2 separate regions of the Sus scrofa genome follow, and region 1 is linked to region 2. A link is a contact called in public Hi-C data. All regions are on one chromosome and are shown on one strand. The core of a region is the stretch at or near the end of the contact, and the rest is flanking DNA. Distances in the headings are between cores, read along the strand shown.

Evidence for each region. Hi-C and Micro-C count contacts between places; a contact is called where the count stands out from the background.
Region 1: a contact with region 2 is called in a Hi-C map of embryonic fibroblasts, with 6 times the contacts expected there. The contact joins the promoter of IZUMO2 here to the promoter of PNKP in region 2. A contact is called at or near these places in 2 of 47 Hi-C or Micro-C datasets (embryonic fibroblasts and undifferentiated spermatogonia) and 1 of 2 datasets of contacts at active chromatin or transcription factors (alveolar macrophages).

The regions. Positions count from the first base shown.
Region 1 is chr6:55,067,724-55,071,586 of Sscrofa11.1, forward strand. IZUMO2 (izumo sperm-egg fusion protein 2) reads right to left here and starts at 2,214. Exons shown (of 6, transcript XM_021094780.1): 1 at 1,438-2,214; 2 at 1,168-1,242. The coding sequence starts at 1,993.
Region 2 is chr6:54,879,194-54,882,896 of Sscrofa11.1, forward strand. PNKP (bifunctional polynucleotide phosphatase/kinase) reads right to left here and starts at 1,621. Exons shown (of 18, transcript XM_005664749.3): 1 at 1,490-1,621; 2 at 1,046-1,209; 3 at 393-439. The coding sequence starts at 1,614. It overlaps AKT1S1 (proline-rich AKT1 substrate 1), which reads right to left. Exons shown (of 5, transcript XM_005664751.3): 5 at 2,388-3,452. The coding sequence ends at 3,309.

The DNA of each region.
Region 1 (3,863 bases), core at 964-3,463, 190 kb after region 2:
AGCATGCAGTGTTTTCTTTTTTTTTTTTTTTTCCCATTTTTTTGGGGGGGAGGTGTTTCCCCCCCCCGGCCCTGGGCATATGGAGGTTCCCAGGCTAGGGTATTGAATCCGAGCTGTAGCCGCCGGCCTATGCCAGAGACACAGCAATGCGGCATCCAAACCGCGTCTGTCACCTACATCACAGTTCACAGCAACGCCGGATCCTTAACTCACTGAGCAAGGTCAGGGATCGAACCTGCAACCTCATGGTTCCTAGTCGGATTCGTTAACCGCTGCGCCACGACGGGAACTCCAATAAGAGCAATTCTTAAAAATGGGATAAATTTAATTTTTAATATAATTAAAATGAGTATTTCCCCCAATTATATGACTATTATGTGTATTATGTGTTCGGTATTAAAACGGGGTGGGGGGGAGGGAAGGAAAAGAAATAAAAAACGATCGCCGTTTGCTAAGCACAGGGAAGACAAGCACATAGCACCTTCAGTCCCCTTCTCCTAGGTCAGCAGACGTCAGTATACTGATTTCACCCCCTCCCCACCCCTCTTTTAGGGCTCTTCTTTTTTTTTATGGCCACATTCAAGGCCACATGGGAGCGACTTGACCTCTGGGGGAGGGGCTGGAGACAGAATCCCCTCCGGGTCAGGGATTGAACCCTCACCAGAGTAAGGGCCCTCACCACAGTAGTGACAAGGCCAGGTCCTTAACCCACCGAGCCACCAGGGAGCTCCTAGGGCTCACTTTATACAAACGCACACACATTTCATAAGATACATTTTTTGCTTTTTAGGACCGCTCTGCTCCTCCCTGCTCAATCCCTCAAGGTGGGGTTTACGGAGCTTAGATCCCTCCCCTACCGCGGTCCTCAGGGCCCGCTACTGCCCACTGCTGTCTCAGGTTCGAAATCCTCAGCTCTGTAGTTCCCAGCTGTGCGACTTTGGAGCACGCCGCCTGTCTTAGCCTCAGCCTCCCCCTCTATAAACGGCAGATCACCATAGGGCCTCCCTTGATGAACTGTCCTAGACTCTTCTAGAACCCTGCCAGACACACACTAAAGGCTATACGCGTGTTTGCTTTTATTTTTATATGACGAGAAGGCATGGTGCACAGGTGGAAAAGGAGGCGGCGGAAGGGGGCTGGGAAAAGGCTTTCCCACTTAGCTCCTACCTCTCAGAGAATTAACCTTTAAGCTGTTTGTTTGATTCTTGATAAAGGACGCCACAAGGTCCAGCTGTTCTATCCCTGGGGCGAGAAGGGAGGAAATTCCAGTGGGTCCCTCCATCTCCCTCCGGGACGGGCCCCGCCCTTCCCCTCTTGGGGGCGGAGCCCCCAGAGCCATCATCTCCCCCGCCCGAGGCTACCCGGCTGGTCTCTTTGCCCCCCACCCCCGCCCCCGCCCCCGCCCCCGGACTGGGCACCACCCCCCTCAGTACGCACCCACTCTCCCCACAAAGGCATTCAGCGCGTAGTCTCGGAAGAAGGGCCCCTCCATGCCCAGCAGCAGGGCCTGAGCGCGGGCCCGCAGCTGCTGTACTTGGAAGCGGCTGGGGATGAGAGCGACACGCAGCTGGCTCAGGGCCTCCAGCACCGAGAGGTCACACTGCAGGCAGCCCCAGCCTCGGCGGGCGCTCAGGCCCAGGAGCAGCAGAAGGGCCAAGGCCGGAGGCATGGCGGAGGCCTTTGTGACGTCACAGAGAGAACCCGGCAGGCTCCTCCCCCAGGCAGGGGCGGAGTCAGGGAGGCCCAAGGAGAAACGCTCGCGTGCGCAGGCGCGTGCTTGCAGAGCACCTACTATGTGCCAGGCACGGGACTGGGAGCGAAGGAGAGAGTCTCGAAAAACAGAGGCCTCTGCCCAGGCTTCTTCGCGTTTACGGTCATTTTTTTCAACATATGCGTATTGAGCACCTACTGTGTGCCAGGTGCTGTTCCAGGAGCTGGGGTTAGAGCTGAGAAAACCACAAAAATCCCTGCTGTTTTCACCACTTACATTCATTAGTTCAACATATATTTACTGAGCACCTCTTACCGGCCAGTCCCTGTTCTAGGCCCGTGATGGATCACTGAGGCAAGTATTTATTATGGCCCCAACCCCTAGGAAGGAATCTGACATACAACAGTCAATAAATATTTGAGGGCGTTCTAGTTTTGGCTCAGAAGGTTACAAACCCAACCAGTATCCATGAGCATGCGGGTTCGATCTCTGGCCCTGCTCAGTGGGTAAGGGGATCCAGCGGTTGCCCTGAGCTGTAGTGTGGCTTAGACCCACACTGCAGCCAGTCGGACCCCTAACCTGGGAACTTCATATGCCTCAGGTGCTGTCCTAAAAAGCAAATAAATAAATCAATATTTGGAAAAAAGTCATTTTCCATTTCTGTCTGTTTCCTCCTCCCTAAAATGAGGATAAAAATATACCTACCTTATCCCAAGGGTGCAGTGGTGTTCCCTGGTGTCCCAACAGTTTAGGATTTCTCACTGTCACTGCTGTGAATGGGATTTGATCCCTGGCCTGGGAACTTCTGCATGCCATGAGCACGGCCAACAAACAAACAAATAAACAAAAAACCCACAAACGAAAAACCCCAAAACAAAAACCGAAATCCGAACTGTAAACTGTAAAACAAAAAACCCCAAAACAAAAACCGAAATCTGAACTTTAAATTGTATTGGGCTGTAATGGATTTAAACGTAGATTGCAAAAAATGGATTCTCAATTCAGTTATTGAGACTGCCTTAAACATGTTTGGAAGAACTGAAGTATGTGAATCTACTACTTCAGCTGTAAAAGGTATGAAATCTAAAAAGAGAGAAAGTGTCATTAATGAAAAAATCAGTGTCGGAATTGACCTGTGCTGTCCTAAGATCATTTTAAAGGTTCAGTGTAATAAAAGGTAAAAAACTTTTTTTATATTAGTTGCACTTTGAAGTGATACTATTTTGCTGTATTGAGTTAAATAGAATATAATTAATGTCACTGTCCATTTTTACCTTTTTCATGTGGCCAGCAGAAATCTGATTACTTAGGGGGTTTGAATTATATTTAAATTGAACATCGCTGGCCTCGCACATAATGATGCTTAATAGGTATCACTTGAAGTGAATCAGATGTGATTAAATTAATTGGGGTATAAAGGGGAGAATCACTTAAGGTGTCATGGGGTGCTCCCTGAGTCTTTCTCCCCATTAACCTCATTGAATTTAATCACATCTGATTCACTTCAAATGATCCCCATTAGGCCTCATCCCTGTGCTTGGCAGGAGAGAAACAGGAGAGAATTTCGCTTGGGTGTGATCACCGTCTTGTGGTCTAATCAGCCCATGACACCTTAAGTGATTCTCAACCAAAGCCCCCAGTTAATTTTATCCCAGCGAATTCAATGCACATGACACCTACTAGGCACCAACTGCATGCTAGGCCACAAATAGAGGAGAGAATTTCAATCGGGGGACTTCACAAGCCTCATTTGAGCCATTATCTACCAGCATGAGCTCCTGAACATGGGACCGAACCAAGAGCTTCCCAAACGCTGTGCAAGGAAACATACCACCATCTGAAAAACCTGCATAACTCAGTTAACTATTATTTTGCAAGTGAGCAATACGTGATGTGACAAAATCACTTTAAGTGATTCTCCCCTATAGCCCCCAGTTAAGTGATCCCAGCGAATTCAACGCACATGACACTTATTAGGCACTTGGCCCCCAGTTAATTGGTCCCAGGTAATTCAATGCACATGACACCTATGGGCGAAAGAGCCATTCAAAGTGCAATACAAACTTAATTGTATTTAAGTACATGAAAAGTTCATGGGCAAGGTTTCAGGTTCCAAACTGAAAGGGCCTTTAAACTTCGTCAAATTTTGGTG
Region 2 (3,703 bases), core at 371-2,870:
TCTTTGACTGCTACACCTGCGGCACATGGAAGGAGTGGAATCCATAGCGGAGGCCTAGGCCACAGCGCCATAGCAACGCCGGATCCCAGTCTCATCTGCGGAGTTACGGCCGTAGTTTACAATAACGCTGGATCCTTTACAGCCGGGGATGGAACCCACATCCCCACAGAGACGACGTCATATCCTTACCCTCCTGAGCCACAAGGGGAATTCCTAGTCTTACCCAATTTAAATGGGGATGAAAGTTTACCCCACTGAAAGAGGCCAGACCTCCTCCCCTCCCAGGCAGTTAGATTTTCTCGATGGGCCAGTTTCCCCAGCTGTTCCTACCCTTCGACCCCCCCACCCCGCCCCACCCCCAGGCCTGCTGCCCCTTGCCAACGAACTGGTACCTGTTTCACTGCCACGGTCCGAGTCTCAGGGTCTGCAACCAGCTCCACTGAGGATTGAGGGGGTGGAGTTGGGATCTGAATCTTTCGGTGATTGTTTCCTTCCCTACTGGGGAGTGTGGCCTGCTTCAGGCCACAGGATGGGGCTACAACACCCATTCAGCAGGAGGAGGTGGTTTATTTCTAAGTAGGTTTGGCTCACTCCTCGATATGCAGTAGCCAGATAATGGCCTTAGGATAGCCTGTGACACCGGTCCTCGCCTAGGGGCAAGGCAGGTGTTTTTCTGTATAGCATTGGTTTCTCCTTGACAACGCAGGAACCTGACGAGATGCAAGTCCTGGGCTTGGCCTGCTACCACCCATCTCTGCTCAGCAATATGCATTTTTCTTCATAGGATCGGCTCTCTCCTGGACAAGGTGGTGGCCGGATTCAAGCCCGAGTTATCTGGCTAGTTCCAGGTGGGGTCAGGCACCACCTTTCCCTTCTGTGCTCCCCGGAGGGCACTTGCCAACTTCAGGACTAGCTGCACCACGCGATTCGGCCTGGGGGCCAAGCACATCCCTCCCCGGACTAACTCTCGGTCTTTCCCATTGATTGTGTTCCCGCTTCTGAAGCAGGCCACACCCCCTCCGGCTCAGGCCCCGCCCTCGCCCACCTTGGTTTCGGGAGCATTTCCGGTCGGTAACCAGAGTCAAGGGTCCCCGGCCCAGGACCAGGGCTTGCCCGTCGGAGGGCAGGAAGATGGGAGGTGCTCCCCCAGGGGGGCTCTCCAGCCACAGGCGGCCCCGGGCCTCCACCTTGGCCATCCTGGAAGCCGGCCTAAAGGGAAGTAGGTAAATAGGTTTGAGTGGCAGCCCGCAGATTGCTACAGGAAGTCCCGCCTCCTCGGCCGCTCCACCAGGAATTCTCTTCTTCCGCGAATGGCTCAGGAAATTCCACCCGCTCTCCGGCTTGGGGCTCGCGCCGTTTCCCAGGCGACGACTCCCCGCTTCGTCCCTCCCAGAGCCCCGACTCCTACTTCCCAGGGCAAAGGCCGAGAAACTCATGAACTCCCGCCTCAACCCTTTGCTCACCCTTGCCCGCTGCTTGGCTCACTCACCACTTCCAACCAAGGAAATCCCGCCCGAGGCGCCTGGCCCGCAACTCGCCTTGCAGCTTTCTCCGTTTCTCCGCGGACGGAAATGACTCGCCTACTAAAGTGGGCGGGGCGTTGGTCCCGCCCATGACGTAAGCCCCGCCTCTTAGCGGTCCCGGGGCCTCTCTAGTCCCTCTGCGGCTCTGACCTTCATCTCTCCTGCTGCAGGGTGAGGCTCAGGCCAGTAGGGGGAAGGGGGTCTCCACAGATTTTCCTCTTTCCACGCTAAACTCTCGTTTTCATTCCCCTTGCTGGACAGTTACAGCGGGAAGTTATCCTTCCTCTTTGTTGACTATTGGCAGTCGAAGAAACCCTGCCCCAACACACACCTACCCTCATGCTGCAGTTTCCTCATCTGCAAAGTGGGGATAATCCTTTCCACGTTGCAGGGTTACTAGAAAGATGAAAGGAGTTAGTACATATAAATACTTCAGAAAAGTTTCTAGGTGGTAGTTGGCTCGGTTTAAGTTTCGTCTGTTAACATTCCACCCATGGTGGTCTGATGGGAGATGGGTATTCCACGCTTACTGGACCTGGCCCCATCTTCAGGTCTGGCGCCATTGCTCTGTAACCACCAGCTGACTTAGAATAGTCAGAAAACTCCTGGCGTCAGCTGGAGGTTCCTGGCTTTCCTGGGCACTCAGGAACTGTAGTTCCTTAAACTATTCCCAACACTCACACTCCTGAAGAGTGGGAATCAATGACTACACAGGACTGGAATCCTTCCTCCTACCCCGCGAATCTCCATTATCTTGTCTGTAAAATAGGCACAATTAGTTTAATTCGCAGCTTTGCACTGAGAAGCAATGAGACACTGCTCATTTGGCTTCAGAAAATGTTGAATAACACAACACACCTCATAGTCATTTGTCAGAGGTAAAACTCTTTAATCTCGGAGCGCCCCTCTCAACTCCTGATCCCGACCCCCCATTCTCTCCCCCACACCAGGGCCGGAGAGTGAGGCCCCCTGCCCTCCACCTTGGGTGGACGAGGGCCCTTTAAGGCACCTGTGGGGGTGGGGGGAGAGGGGCGGGAGCTGGTAACGTCCTGGACACAAGGACGGGTTTTGATTGGCAGGCAGTTGTGATAAAACCAATGAGAGGGTGTCAGACGCAGGAACAGGATTAGGCCATCCTTGAGGGGGCCAGAGGGACAATTGTCAGGACTGAGCCAAAAAACGACCCCAGCCCCAGTAGTGTAAAGACTGTAAATGTAAGGCCACAGGCCAATCCTGGGCAAAGGGGATTGGCCACGCCCCCAGGAGGCTGGAGCCAATCAGGTGGGGTAACTCGGGGTGGACAGGACTCTTGGGATGTTGGTCAAGCCCTTTACAGTGTTCAAGCCAATCAAACGAAGGAACTGCCCATTCACTATGCGAAGTGGAGGGCTACTACCCAATCCTGCAGCTTGACTGTGCTCTTTCGGGAACGGAGCCAATGCCGTGAGAGCAAAGCCCTTGTTGCTAGGCAGAAAACGACAGAGTTGACCTATTAAGTCAACTGGCCGCGCCCTGATGCCGGACCACGCCAATCCCTTAATAGAAAGAATCTGTCGCTGGGCGGAGAGAAGACAGACCCAATCGGGAAACTGGACAGGCGCTGGAGCGGCTGGGGGCCGGAAGGGCGGTGGGGATCCGCAGGGACCAGGGACGGGTCAATCCTGGGGCCAGGGACCGTGGGAGGCCGGTCATAGCTCTGACTCGGATTGGCAGGTCCCGGAGGCGGGGCGGGGGTGTAGTGTTGGGTGGGGCGGGCGCCGGGCCGGGAAGCTCCCTCCCTGGGCCTCAGTATTTCCGCTTCAGCTTCTGGAAGTCACTGGTGTTGAGCCGTGGCCGCGGCAGGTCCCCGAAGACCTGAGTGTCCTCCGCCTCCCGCAGCACCAGCGCGCGCATGCTCGCCGCGATACGGTCCAGGTCCGGCGAGGAGGGCTGTGGGAATGACGACACGGATGGGGTCAGGGCCGGTTCCTTGGGCTCCAGACCCTCTCCTAGCGATGCCCACAGCCAGAAAGGCCCTTCCCCCTGTCCTCCACCATTTAGGGCTCTGCTGCCCAACTCAAAACTCTACCTCCTCCAAGAAGCCTTCCCGCCCCTCTCCTCTCTCTCCCCTCGGCCTGGACATGAGCAAGCACGGCTGCCTGTCTCCCCACGGTTCTTCCACGCAGAGGAGGTGCTGCGGG